Linked DNA regions of Mus musculus: region 1 is linked to region 2. The links are chromatin contacts, called in public promoter capture Hi-C maps. All regions are on one chromosome and are shown on one strand. The core of a region is the stretch at or near the end of the contact, and the rest is flanking DNA. Distances in the headings are between cores, read along the strand shown.

Region 1 (6,843 bases), core at 1,872-4,371, 140 kb before region 2:
TCTCTCACAGCCAAGGCCATGCACCGAAGCTGAGATGTAAGGACTCCCTAAGGACACTGGAAAGCTCTCCCTGTGAAGTGGGCTGACACCAGCTCTAGGTGCTGGCAACAGAAAGCCTTTGAATGGGGCTAGCACAGTGGTTCTCAACCTGTGGGTCTTGACCCATTTGGGGGGGAGGGTGTCACATATCAGATATCCTGCATATCAGTTATTTACATTATAGTTAATAACTGTAGAAAAACTACAGTTATGAAGTAACAATGAAAATAAGTTTTATGCTTGGGGGTCACCAGAACTTGAAGAAGTATACTAAAGGGTGGTAGCAATAGGAAGGTTGAGAACCACTGTTCTAGAGAGAGACTATACTTTTTAGCCCCTAGAGTCAGATATTATGCCTCTGACACATTTCAGCACGTTATAAGAGATAGCAGGGATGTAGAGGCTGTTCTTCAAAGCCTCTTCACTCTTTAAAGCCAAATTCTTAGATTTCCAATAATCTATTGTTTGTAAGAAAGCCTTTTCAGGGTTGTTGTTGTTGTTCTAATAAAATGTAGTCTTAGTGAGAAAATGTATCTAAATTGCTCTTATGCCATTACTGGTCTTTCTATATTATTCATGTTTAATTATATATCATCTCCCTCCAGGAACAAATAACTGAACTATGATCGGCTTGTATCGGGCTTCAAAAGCAAAGCACGCTGCTGCAGCTTCCACACCATGTGTGCTTGGTGCAGAGTTGTGACACAGTGGTCCTCACTGTCTCTCAGGGCCGCTTCTGAGCAGCACTGTCTGTCAACAGCTGGCCAAAGGCTAGTGAATCAGATTGCCACTTTGCAAAAACAAACAAACAAACAAACAAATAACTCCCAAAACCCAGTAAACAAAAAACAATGTGGCATTCCTGATGAAAGAGATTTGAAAGGGCTGGCCCTACAAATGTAGACAGGGAGATTGTACAGCCTTTAAGAATGGCTGTACCAGGTTCTGAGGAATAGGAGACACCCCCGGGCCCACAACATTTTTCTGCCTGTCACTGGGTTTGTGTCTAGACCAGTTTCTACCTTACTTTTTTTTTTTTTTTTTTTTTTTTTTTTGGTTTTTCGAGACAGGGTTTCTCTGTGCAGTCCTAGCTGTCCTGGAACTCACTCTGTAGACCAGGCTGGCCTTTGCTTCCCAAGTGCTAGGATCAAAGGCATGCGCCACCACACCCGGCTTTCTACCTTACTTTTAAAAAATGTATTTTCTTTGAATTATAATTATATTTTCCCTTTTCTTTCTTCCTTTCTTCCAACCCCTCTCATGGGATCTCCCCATCAATGCTCACCCTCAAGTTCATGGTCTCTTTTTCTTCAGTTGCTTACATGCCTGTGCGCACGCATGCACGCACGCACGCATGCACACACGCCCCTGATCATTCTGTGTAATGTCATTTGTTTGTGATCTCAGGTCTGACCACTTGGTGCTGGATGACCACTTATGGGGCTGCCCCTCGGGAAGACCTTTTCTCCTGCTCTGTGCTGTTGCCAGTTGACTGTATTTTATTTTTCTAGGGTTGAGGCCTCATGAGCCTTTCCCCTCCCTGTTGGTCTATTGGTGTCATTGTTGTTTAGGTCTTGTTTAATTTCCCTTTTTAATTGGATCCCAATTAAATGTTTAAAGTCCTAGTTGCAAGGATAAGTGGGGATTTCCACTCTGTAGACATTCGTCCACACTTGTCTGTTAGTTACCATGCTTGTCTAGTTCCAGAAAGGTCTTGTGTCTTCACAGAGCACCTCCACTGCAAAAGTAAGCCTGTGGCTTTGACTGTGCTTTCTCTATGCTGAGTACCACCATCCAAGGAAGCTCCCCAGGGTGCACGCACTGCCCTCCCTCACAGTTCAGCTTCTGCCCTCACAGTTCTGTTCCTTTACAAGGAGTGTTTCCAAGCCTCCTTTTCCTTTCTGCCCTCAAGCTCCTGGCTAACAAGACCCTTGTTACCATTGCATAGAAGGAAGGGATGCTAAATGCCTTCTTAAGATCAGAGTCCAAATAACGTGGAACTGGGAAATGTCCTGGGACAGACTCAGGGGATGGGACTCGAGGCTAGCACATCATGGCCAGCGTTATAGCCCAAGTGGTCCAGCACACTTGACTTGGGATGCTTTTTCTCTCTGGTGTGACAGTGGAGAAGTTATGCAGCCTCTGAGCTGTCTACTGTCTACTACACTGACGAGGTTGAGGTTTCTAGGCTCCTTCCAGCATCCCACCCAGTTCTTGCAGGGATTGAATGTAAGGGCATGTCGTGTGGCAGAATACAATGGAGTTGAGGTACAATTTTATATTTATCATCAGGGATGCAGGAAGACCTTTAAAAACTCCTATCTTAGCTGGCCGTGGTGGTGCACACCTTTAATCCCAGCACTCGGGAGGCAGAGACAGGCGGATTTCTGAGTTCGAGGCCAGCCTGGTCTACAAAATGAGTTCCAGGACAGCCAGGGCTATACAGAGAAACCCAGTCTTGAAAAACTAAAAAAACAAAACAACAACAACAAAAGAAAACAAAAACAAAAAACCAAAAAAACCCTCCTATCTTGGCTACTGTACAAACTGTCTTTAACAAGTAGCTACTACTTTTTTCTCAAATGGTATAATTGAAACTTCCCTTTTTTGAACTATGTTCCTGTTTTGACCCCATTTTTTGAAATTACTTATTATCAAAAGGAAATATTGACAGAGGCTTGGCATGTTGTTCTCTGGGTAGCTGGTGGCATTTGTGTCCATCAGCAGCTACCTGTGAGGGACACCGTGATCTTCTGGTGTCTCTCGTTGCAGAGAGTAAGAAGGCCACTTAGCAGGTTTCTGAAGTACAGGTTGGGATTCGAAAGGTTTCTCTTGAGGGCTCTTCTCTGGGGTATAGATTGGTAAGGGCCTGCTCTCCGGACATGACCATTGGGTAATTTGTAAGTGTGGATTCTGAATGATGTGTCTTCTGATTTTAGTGACTTCTGGGCAGGAACAGCACATCAGACCCTAGATCCCATTCCACAACTTCTTTCCTGTGAACACTCTCCTTTGTTTATAGCACCTGTGGCACTGCTGTGGGACTCTTGGTTTCTGTGGCTGGGAGGGGACTGAAGCCAGACCTTTGCTCTGGGACTTGGCAGACTGTGTGGGGTAGTGCATTAGGAACTTGGTCTAACTTCCACCACTTACTGGTGAGGTTATCTTTACTTTATTGAGTTGTCTGTATACCTGTAGAGAGAAAACGGAACTCCCTTTGGCAGTCTCCTTCCTTCCTTCTTCCTCTTTCTCTGCCTGTTATCTTCATAGAGTCTGGCTTGGTAATTGGAAGACCCATTCCCTACTTGTCTGTCAGGAACAACTTCCCTGACCTGAAGTCTCTGGAGACTTTGCCACTGACAACCCATTAGCCAAAGTGCTTTCATCACCAGCATGGCGGTGTCTTCCTGAATAGTATTAGCTATCAGCCAACTACCATTTCCTTTTTGTGGCCTTAAAATGTTTTATTTTGATCCAGTTCTAAGGATTCTCAGCCTCCCGGAATAACAATGATCCCAAGTAACTTTGCCTCCAGGCAGGACCAATGTGTGGGGTTACAGTTAGGTTTGTTTGGTTTCCTATTTTTGTGTATGAGAGTAATTCACGTGTATATTAATTTTAAAATGTGGTTTATTTAATGTATTTATTTTGAGACAGGGTCTCAGTTTGTGAGTCAGGTTGGTCTTGAACTCACTGTTACCCGAGCTGACCTCAGACTTAACAGTTCTCCTACTTAATTTCCTGAGTGTTGGATTAAAGCATGATCCCCTGTGCCTGCCTGCCATGTTGTTTTTGTTGTTGTTGTTTTTTAAAAAAAAAAGATTTCATTTTCTTTTCTATATGGTACATTGATTCACATGCATGTGTTTTGTGTCATTATTCACACATACATGATGAAAGGCTCATGTTTTATTTAGTTGAGACAATCTTTGACGAAATGGGATGAAGCCTTTTTGTCAGTGGATTCATGGCTCTGTGCAGGATTTTTGATCACACACCTCTGTGTGCTCCTTGCTTATCTCATTCAGCTGCTCTTGATTATATTGTAATTAAAAGGAAGAGACAAACATCTTGCTGCCCTTTTCTGCCAGAGTTCTAATCATTATGGGTTAAAAACTGTACTGTTCCCCTGGATCTGTTTCTATAGTAAGCTAGCAGTTAATCTGAATCAAGGGGGGATACGCCATTAAGGTACAGGATTGGGAATCCGAGGATGAACCCTTAGGTGGTCCTGGTGCACAGCCTTTCCTAGCTCCAGGCATAGGCTTGCTCTGCCTGTTGTCCAATCACAGGTTTATGTCTGCATCAGGATAACCAAGGTGAAGCTGGCAGGGAGGCAAGAAAATCTATTTCTCAATGGACAGACAACAAAGGGAGTAATGGACTGTTTATTATGAGGGTTAGTAATGACCAATGGACAGATAGTAAGGGTTATAATGGTCTTATCTCTTTAAATTATTATAAGCAGCTCATTATGTGAAGGTTTAATTATGCACTTTATATGTTCTAATTTTCTCCTAGACCGGAAGAAAGACTGATGAAGAAAAGTAACAGCATGATTGAGGTAAATGGACGTTTAATTCTTTTATGCTCTAGTGTTTATTTTCTGTCTTCAGAGAAATCTAAAGTAATGATCATGGTCAACTTGCATATATAAAGGTTGCAGAGATTCAGCAGTAAACACATCCCACTTAATTAATTTAGCTGTGGGTGTATATTGAACATGCACTTACTTATTCAAAATATAAATATTACTTTTGTCTAGCCCAGAGTAATTTTCTTCCAAGTATTTAGTGGCATGAATTACATCATACTTTTCATTGTAAGAGTTGTGTTTCAGAGTGTTGGCTGCACTTCTCACAGCATGGTATAGTAGGTTAGCTGTTTGCCACCCAGACTTTTTGGACTTTTTGTATGGTGCTGGCACCTGAAACTTGAGTCCAGACTGCTAATGTCCGTTTGTGTACTGTCAGGACAGTTGTTGGCGTTATTCTTCAAGATAAGCATTGAGGACTGCCATTGGGAACAGTTTCTATTACTGCTTTTGGGAGCTCAATATTTTTTCTCTTGTTTCCGTGCTCATTTTATTTTTCAAGCAGTGGCATATACATTGGTGTCTTAGGGTCACTGTGCTCTGCCGGAACTCCATCACTAAAGTGACTTGGTGAGGAGTGGGTTTATATCAGCGTATACTTACATATCACTGTTCATAGTCTAGGGAAGTCAGGACAGGACCTCAAATAGGACAGGACTCTGGAGGCAAGATCTGATGCTTAGGCCGTGGAGAGGTGATGCTTTCTTGCTTGCACTCCATGGCTTGTTCAGCCTGCTTTCTTATAGAACCCAGGATCACCAGCCTAGAGCTGGCCCCACCCACAGTGAGCTGACCCCTCTCTCATCCCTCAGGAATTAAGAGCATATTTTACAGGCTTACCTAGAGTCTGATCTTAGGAAGGCATTTTCTTATTTAAGGTTCCTTCCTCTGAGGTCACGTTACCTTCTGTTAAGTTGATATAAAACTATCCAGGACAATTGGTTAGTAGCTTCCCATGGCCCCTTTGACTCAGGGTAGACACTTTCAGCTCTTTTGGTTGTATTTCCTGGAATTTGTGTATCTCTCTGTTTCAAAACATAGAAAATGCTTTAAGTGTCACTTTAGTGCTTTCTTTAAAGACATTAGATTTCTGTCCTGCTTCCTGTTGAGTGAAGATTTAAAGATGACCCATGACTCTTAGGGTTCACTTTTCCTTCCTGCTGTTCCCACCCCTTCTCTTTTCCTTCTCTTCTTCCACCACCTTCTTCTACCCTTTTCTTTTATTAGGGGTGGGGAGGGACTGTAGGCTGACGCTGGCCTCAAACTCAAGAGTCCTTCAACCTCAGCCTCTAGGATTATTAGATATATACCATTATGCCCAGATCTCCGTTTGTCTTAATGCAATTATGTTATAGTGTGTGTATATGTATGCAAATATATATATAATTTAAAGTCTAATATGACCACACATAGTTTTGACTGAGCTCTGTGATGTTTGGTGGTGTGTTCCAGCCATGCTGAAGTTCTGAAGTTCCCGGCTGAGCCCTGCTCTCCACTTTCCCTCTCTCCTTTCCCTCTGTTTTTTTTCCCTCTCTCTCCCCCCTCCATTCCTTCCTCCCTCCATCTATCCCTCTTCTTCTTTGGCTTTGGAGTTTTTCACTTAGCCACTAAGTCTGGCAAGTCTTCTGTGGACTCCCATTTCCCTCATGCATGGTTGTGAGCACCATGCCCCTCTGTCTGCCCTTTTTGACTTCTCAGAGCCTGGTGATTACATTTAGATAATCCAGGGTAACCTCGCTATTCCCCTTTTGTTGTGATTTGAAAAAAATCAACCACATCATTTACCTCTATTGATCATATTTAGTATGAGGTAGGTAATGGCAATCTACATCATGTTTCCTAAAAGGTCTGGAGACTTTTTTCATCTTTGTAAATTGTAACTTACTGTAGAGTAACAGGTCTTTCTCTTCCCAGCCCCTTTCTCTTTAAGCCTTATTAATGGAATCTGCTGTTTCTTTGAGACTGCTTACTTTCTAACAACCTGACCGTGCATGCATGAAGCAGCACATAATAGATTCTTCTTTTTAAGGGTTGAATAGTATTCCATTGATTATACAACCATGTTTTCCTTATCCATTTATTTAGGTAGTGGACATAGAGTATGGTGACTTCTATTTTTGGCAATTATTAAAATAGCCACAGTGAATATAGGTATGCAAATATCTCTTCAAAATCCTGTTTTCAGTCCTTTCAGATATGTCCCATAAATG
Region 2 (7,443 bases), core at 801-3,300:
ATCTCATGAGAAAGTTTCCTTTACCTTTTCCAGTCAACCTTGACTAGCCATGAAGAGCTGAGGTAAAGTCCCACTATTTGTTTCTACTACCATGCTTGCTAGTTTTTATGTCACCTTCAGGCAAGGAGACTCATCTGAGAAGAGGGGACCTTAGTTAGGAAAATATTTCCACACGATCAGGCTGTATGTAATTCTGTAGGACATGCTCTTAATCAGTGGCTGATAAGGGAAGGCCCAGCCTGTTGCAGGTGAGCTGGCCTGGGTTCCATGCCAAAGCAGGCTGAGCAAGCCAGAAGGTGCAAGCCAGTAAGCAGCACCAAGGCCTCTGCATCAGTTCCTGCCTCCAGGTTTCCACCCAGAATGAGTTCCTGCTGGGGTCCAAAGAACTGGGACAAATAGCTAAGTCTGGTGCCTATTAGCATATCAAAGCCCATGCTGGCCTCCTAACTCTCAGCATCATAAATGCCAGTTATTCTGGCATCTTGGGGTTCTCACCCCATGGGCTACCCTACACTTCCCCAGCTCGCAGGGTTCCCTTTCCTCAGATTCTCCTTCCTCTGCCATCTCCGCCATGGGTTCTCTTGGCTCCCTCTCTCTTTTGTCTTCCTCTCTTGGTCCCCCTCTCCCCACGCCCTCTCATGGTCTGGATCAGTCTCCTGGCCATGTTTGGTCTACTACTTTCTCTCCCTGCTCTGGACTCTTCCTCTGGTGCATATTTGATTGTAGATATGAGGGATTCTTTATGTTGTATTGAAGATATGAGAAAGACTTCACTCTCCCTCTTATCTACAATGAAAATCTTACCCTCACCATCCCTTGAGGGATCATGTCCTATTTGATACATTGTCAGTGGATTGTAATCCAGGGTATGTAAACTGAATAGACCCCTTACTCCCCAAGTTGTTTCTGGTCATGGTGCTTTAGTACAGCAATGATAGCCACATATTTATTTTCCTTCTTTTTTACTGTGGTAGGATTAGGCAAATGCTCTACCACTGAGATATGTATCTACCCCTCCACGACTTTCCCATAATACCATGTATTCAATAAGTATTCTCGACATCTGGTTTATTTTACTCTGCTTATATTTATATATTCATCTATGGTAAGTGTCATACACACACACACACACACACACACACACACACACACACACACAGGACTGTTTGAGTTCGTACTGGTTGGACCAGTACACCGCTATCAACAATCTCCTAGGTCAGTGGTTCTCAACTTGTGGGTTGCAATTCCTTTGAAGGTGTCGCCCGAAATTTTCTCAGGGATGGCCTAGGACAGTTGGAAAGCACAGGTATTTATGTTACCATTCACAGCAGTAGCAAAATTACAGTTACAGTTATGAAGTAGCAGCAAAAATAATTTTATGGGAGAGGGTCACTACAACACGAGGAACTATATGCATTAAGGGGTCACAAATGATTTTTTAGATCTCCAGGGGCTCATTCCATAATTCCCTGTCCTTGAGGAAATATGAAATTATGTATTTTATATAGATTATAACTCATATTTTATAGATTTAACTTATATATAGTTCATATTTTAACATATCTAATTTTCACCTAATGTACATCATTTTCATTTAAAATATATCATTAATATTTATTCAGTGTACATGATTTTTATTCATTGTATATAATGTATGCAGTTATAATGTATATAAATCACATTCAGTGTATATAATTTATATTTACCGTATATAATCTGTATTTATTTTGTATAACTTCTATTCAACGTATAATTTATTTTTAATGTGAATAATTTATATACACACATGCATGTGTGAATATGGATGTAGTAAATATGTATATAGTTACTAAGGACACAAATAAAACATAAACTTTATAGACTAGACATGTTTCAATGTACATAATCCCTGACTTGCTTGTATGATATATGTTAGTTTCCATAATGTAAATTTGAGGCCCTCTCCGTGGAAATCAGGACTCCTTACTGCTTGTCAGTGCCTGAGCTGTGAGCCTGGAGCTGGTGGCCTGCTGCCTCTGGAGGAGGAGGGAGCTGCAGGAAAAGGGAGGGGCGAGAGCGCTCCAGGAGGCCGCTCGCTCGCTCGGGCTGCGGGGTCCTGTGCTCTCTCCTGCGCCACTTCTCTCTCCCGGCTCAATCGCGGAGCCTTTTCTCTCCCCCGTCTCGCCGCTGCCGCCATCTCCACCCCTGCCTGCCCCAGGGGTCTGTGGACGCCCGGGCAGAGAGCAAGCACCGAGCTGGGCCTGCTGGAGACGGGAGACCAGCGGCCCGCCCGCCCGCCCGCTGCGAGCCTCCTGAGCCACTCCGGAACAGCTTACTTTCTGTTTCCATCTCTTTCGGACCGGGTTGGCCTCTCCAAAAGCCACTTCTCCTAACTCTTATCAAGGTTCAAAGGCTAAAGGTATCTACAGGCACTTTACCTGGTCCATGCACATGGTAATAACTTGAAGTCTTTCCCCAACCTTCTTCCAGGTTGCTAACTTTATTGTACCTTCCTCAGGAAACCAAGGACAACCGTTCACTACAAGATCTAAAACAATTATGTGATTGCTGTTGCTCCACTTTAACCAAGCATATGGCATAGCATGTTTACTTCAAGAAGCGTACGGCCGTTTCCATTTCCCACTTTTTCCCCTGGACTTTTACTTTTTACGATCTCCTCAGTTTTTTCCAATTATCTGTATTCTCCCATGTCTGTACCTCGGAGGAAATTCTCAACATACCTTTACCTTTTCGGAGTGCTCCGGATTTCCCCCACTTAATCCCCTATACTCTCAGAGCTGACCTCTGTTTGAGACACCACACTGCACTGGTCCTGACGTTGCAAAGTCCTCTGATGGGGAAGGGGGGAAAGATAGAAAGATAGGAAGAAGAAAGAGACGGGTACGGGAGAACACTGGTAAATACCAGTCAGTAGCAAATGTATTTCTCATAGCCTTTTTATACTACAGGGCCATGGGAGGCAAAGACACAAGATAACAGAAACAATTTTGCTAAAATGTACACAAGACATTTGGTTCCATCTCCAAACCTTTCTGTTCTTCCACCAAGGTCAATAGAATCTTCAGTCCCTAGCCTTGAGCCTGGGTTGTAGGCCCAGAGCTGCCTTGACTCTACCTGGCAGGAGATCTCTCTCTCTCTCTCTCTCTCTCTCTCTCTCTCTCAGGAGTTGCAAATGGGTCTCTGAGGAAATAGCTGTGGGTGTATATATGAAGGCTTTCCCAGAGAAGACCTCTTAGGGCTGACTGTGAGCAGCGCTAGCCCATGACATGGGAACCCTGACACAATGGAAAGTGAGGAAGGTATCTCAATGTCCATATTTCCTTTCTTTTTGCTTCCTGATTGCCCTGGAAGTGAGTAATGCTTCCCTTCCACACTCCCCATGCCATGACATCCTGTATAAAGGCGTAGGGCCAAAGGATCATGGAATGAATATTCTTCTTCTCTGAAGTTCTTTCTGCCAGCTCTTGGATCACAGTTACATTTAAGTGTGTGTGTGTGTACAATTCACTCTTTCTGTTAGGGAGTAGTAACAAATTGAACAAGCATGCCACAGCTCAACTCTTGGTGAGTATTGGTATGAATAAAGCAGCCAAGAATATCCCTGCATAAGCATACAGTGCCCAGGCTGGGATGCATGTGTGTGTGTTTTCCTGTGGATAAATATGGAGGTGTGAATTGATGGGCTGTGGTGGTAGACTTATATTTAATTTTTTTCCTTTTTTATTAGATATTTTCTTTATTTACATTTCAAATGTTATCCCCTTTCCTAGTTTCCCCTCTGAAAATCCCCTATCCTCTCCCCCTCCCCCCACTACCCAACTCCTGCTTCCTGACCCAGGTGTTTCTCTATACTGGGGCATAGAACCTTCACAGGACCAAGGGCCTCTCCTCCCATTGATGACCAACTAGGCCATCCTCTGCTACATAGAAAATATCTAATAAAAAGAGCCATGAGTCCCACCATGTGTTTTCTTTGATTGGTGGTTTAGTCCCAGGGAGCTCTGGGGTTACTGGTTCGTTCATATTGTTGTTCCTCTTATGGGGCTGCAAACCCCTTTAGCTCCTTGGGTCCTTTCTCGAGCTCCTTCATTGGGAACCCTATGCTCCGTCTAACGGATGGCTGTGAGCATCCACTTCTGTATTTGCCAGGCACTGGCAGAGCCTCTTAGAAGATAGCTATATCAGGCTCGTGTCAGCAAGCTCTTGTTGACATCTGCAATAGTGTCTGGGTTTGGTGGCTGTTTATGGGATGGATCCCCAGGTGGGGCAGTCTCTGGATGGTCATTCCTTCAGTCTCTGCTCCAAACTTTGTCTCTGTAACTCCTTCCATGGGTATTTTGTTACTCCTTCTGAGAAGGATCGAAGTACCCACACTTTGGTCTTCCTTCTTCTTGAGTTTCATGTGTTTTGGAAATTGTATCTTGGGTATTCTGAGCTTCTGGGCTAATATCCTCTTATCAGTGAATACATATCATTTGTGTTCTTTTGTGATTGGGTTACCTTACTTAGGATATCCTCCAGATCCATCCATTTGTCTAAGAATTTCATGAATTCATTGTTTTTAATAGCTGAGTAAATTTTCTGTATCCATTCCTCTGTTGAGGGACATCTGGGTTCTTTCCAGCTTCTGGCTATTATAAATAAGGCTGCTATGAACATAGTGGAGCATGTGTCCTTATTACAAGTTGGAGCATCTTCTGCGTATATGCCCAGGAGTGGTATTGCTGAATCTTTCAGTAGAGCTATGTCCAACTTTCTGAGCTTATATTTAATTTTACAAGAAATTCCTAGAGCAACTTCTTGGAAGTTTTTCTTGCTCTTAAATATGATTGTGGACACAGGTGCCCTGTTCCTCTAGCAGGGCCAGATATGGATCCTTAAGCTGTCCTTGGATCCTAAGATAATGAACAGCTGGGACACCCTCCTTGGCCGGTCTGTGTTGCGATAATAACATCCATCATTGTTACTGTTATTGAATTTGTTACTGTTATTGTTACTTTAGCTCCAATCAGAGAGACTTCCTACTTTTTACTTGACAGAATAAAATAAAATGATAAACGTCGCTCAAGTATCACATGCTCACAGGTGACGCTCCTTAACTCTCATAAGTTGAACACACATGTCATCTGGCTCCAGTCCGAGAATTAGGAAATGGGACCAGCTGTGAGCACGTCACAGTAATTACAGATGACAAAACAAAATTAAGATGTCCAAATGGGTTGGTGATGGATTTTCCTTAAGGAAGAAATGATGATCTTTCTCGATAAAACTGAAATTAGACATCCTGACACTCCCGTTCCGTTTTCTCTTCTGTGCTGTGTCTTCCCAGCCTCCTCTGGTCACTTTATTGATAGGGGTCCCCCTTCTCAGTTTGCTCTGTGGGATCAATTCTGTCACTTTTGATTTCTCTTAGCTCAGATTTCAGGTACAGGGCAGCCCTGACCATAGGGTAGACTGGGAAGGAGTAGGAAACCCGGATTTTTCTGGCATTTCTGGTGATCTTTCTTACGAAGTACATTTAAAGTGGTCAGCACATTTGCTGGTGTGAGGCAAGCTTCAATGTAGCTGCCTTTGTTAGTGTCCTTTCTGCTCCCCAGGTGGTCTGTGCTCTCCCCTTCTTCACAGGTAGATTGCACTCTTTTCTGGAAGCTTTGAGACTCCCAGGGTAGACGAAGTTTAGGCAAAGGAGGCCCTGGTGCCTAGGAGCCCAGTTAGCAGAAAATAAACCTCAGAAGGCAGCCCTTGCCGTTCCAGATGGCAGAGAGGAGGAGAAAGGGCCAAGGCTCCTGCTGGCCTTCCGGGTCTCCCCATGGAGGGATGATTACCTGTAATAGCTCAGTCTTTAGCAAACACTGTCACACCTGCCAGCTTTGTACTTAACTTTTTACTTCCTTCTGAGGCCACAGCGAACTCTGTAGCCTGAAGAAAGCTAGAGGCTTGCTATACCTTGATTTATGCCTTGGCACTCTATGTAGCAACCCATTTATAAGCCAAGAGGAGCAGTCTTCTTTGGGGATTCTAGGTACATGAGGCTTCTGTATAGCGACATGGGGGAGTGGGGGGGATGAGGTAAACTGCAAAGACCAGAGCCAGGACCAAGCATGGGACACATTTCTGAAATACCATCACTCCAGAGGCCCAGGAGGCCAGGGCATGGCTGTGAGTCGAGGCTATGAAAATACCATGATTACCTGTCCCAAGAAGAAAAGGCCCAGAAGGAAACAACAAAAAACAGAAGTTGATCCTATACTGGCTTTGCTTTCTGTCCCTGACTTTCATACTTGTAAAGCAACTCCCAAAGGCTCAGAAGATTGACCCTCTTCAACTCCCCTACCTGCCCTACTAGGAGCCCTGGTAACTGTAGGGCAATATTGCAAGAAGCTGGGGTTTGTTTTTTTTTTTGGGGGGGGGGCGGTTGCCTGGAGGGGTGTTATGGGAAATATAAATATAGCTTTATCTGTTTATCCAAATTACTAAGGTATGTTTACTACATGTGAATAATAATCTTCTCCATCAAGTTGCAATCTGTCCAGAAACGTCTTTCCTAGAATGTATGTCCTTTATTCAAAATGTTCTTTACTCCAGCCTCTGCAGCGACTGTCTACTTTTGTCTCTGTGGCACGCAATTGATATCCTTGGCAATGAACTGCTTGCTTTCCAAATCACAGAGGACAAGCAGGTTGGGCTGAGCGAATGATGATGTTTGTTCATGGTGGAAAAAGACAGCCTCTAGGGCCGTGGTTCTCACCCTTCCTAATGCCTCTACCCCTTACTACAGTTCCTCATGTTGCGGTGACCCCCCCCCCCCAACCATAACATTATTTTTGTTGCTACTTCATAACTGTAATTTTGCTACTGTAATGAATCACTATCAATATCAGATAGGCAGGATATCTGACCTGTGACCCCTGTGAAAGGGTCTTCCTACCAAAAGGGTCCTGAAGTGCAGGTTGAGAAACACTGTTCTAGGTGTTACCTTCCAAGAATGGTACAAGTGTTCATCCATCAGCAGGCTTAGCAGAGTGCACCGTGTCTGCTGAATGAGTCAGCGTGTAAGTGGTTAAGTTACAGAGCCTTGGCTTTCTGGGTTAGAGCTTCCAGCCTCCAAGAGTTAACCTGCAGCGGTGTTCTGAAGAGCCGGGCAGAGGATACACAAGCATCCCAGCAGGCACTCTGGTTTGCCCGTGAACGATAGATATGCGGGGGTTTGAATGAGCAGCTGCAGCAGCGGGTTTGGGTACGTGGCTTTGCTTTGATTGATGCTGTATTGTTTTCTCTCAAGAGAACAAAGCAATGCTTGTTCCTGTTTGCAAACAAGGTCCCTTGGAGAAAGGGCAGTTGTCTATTAGCCTGCATTCTATCGTGAAAATAAGAGCCCAGGGTGCAGGGGTGAGCGTTTGCAGATTTCTCCATCCTCATTTAAGCTGCATCTCGGATGCTGGG

The links. Capture Hi-C pulls out chosen DNA fragments and counts their contacts.
Region 1: a contact with region 2 is called in a promoter capture Hi-C map of liver. A contact is called at or near these places in 1 of 39 promoter capture datasets (macrophages), 1 of 484 Hi-C or Micro-C datasets (nephron progenitors), 1 of 130 datasets of targeted methods (the HPC-7 cell line) and 2 of 9 other capture datasets (adipose tissue and liver).

The regions. Positions count from the first base shown.
Region 1 is chr19:32,245,754-32,252,596 of GRCm38.p6, reverse strand. Sgms1 (sphingomyelin synthase 1) reads left to right here. Exons shown (of 10, transcript NM_144792.5): 4 at 4,561-4,603. Among named protein-coding and RNA genes, the nearest start is that of Sgms1, 140 kb to the left of the region's middle.
Region 2 is chr19:32,102,813-32,110,255 of GRCm38.p6, reverse strand. Asah2 (N-acylsphingosine amidohydrolase 2) reads left to right here and starts at 7,116. Exons shown (of 24, transcript NM_018830.1): 1 at 7,116-7,237.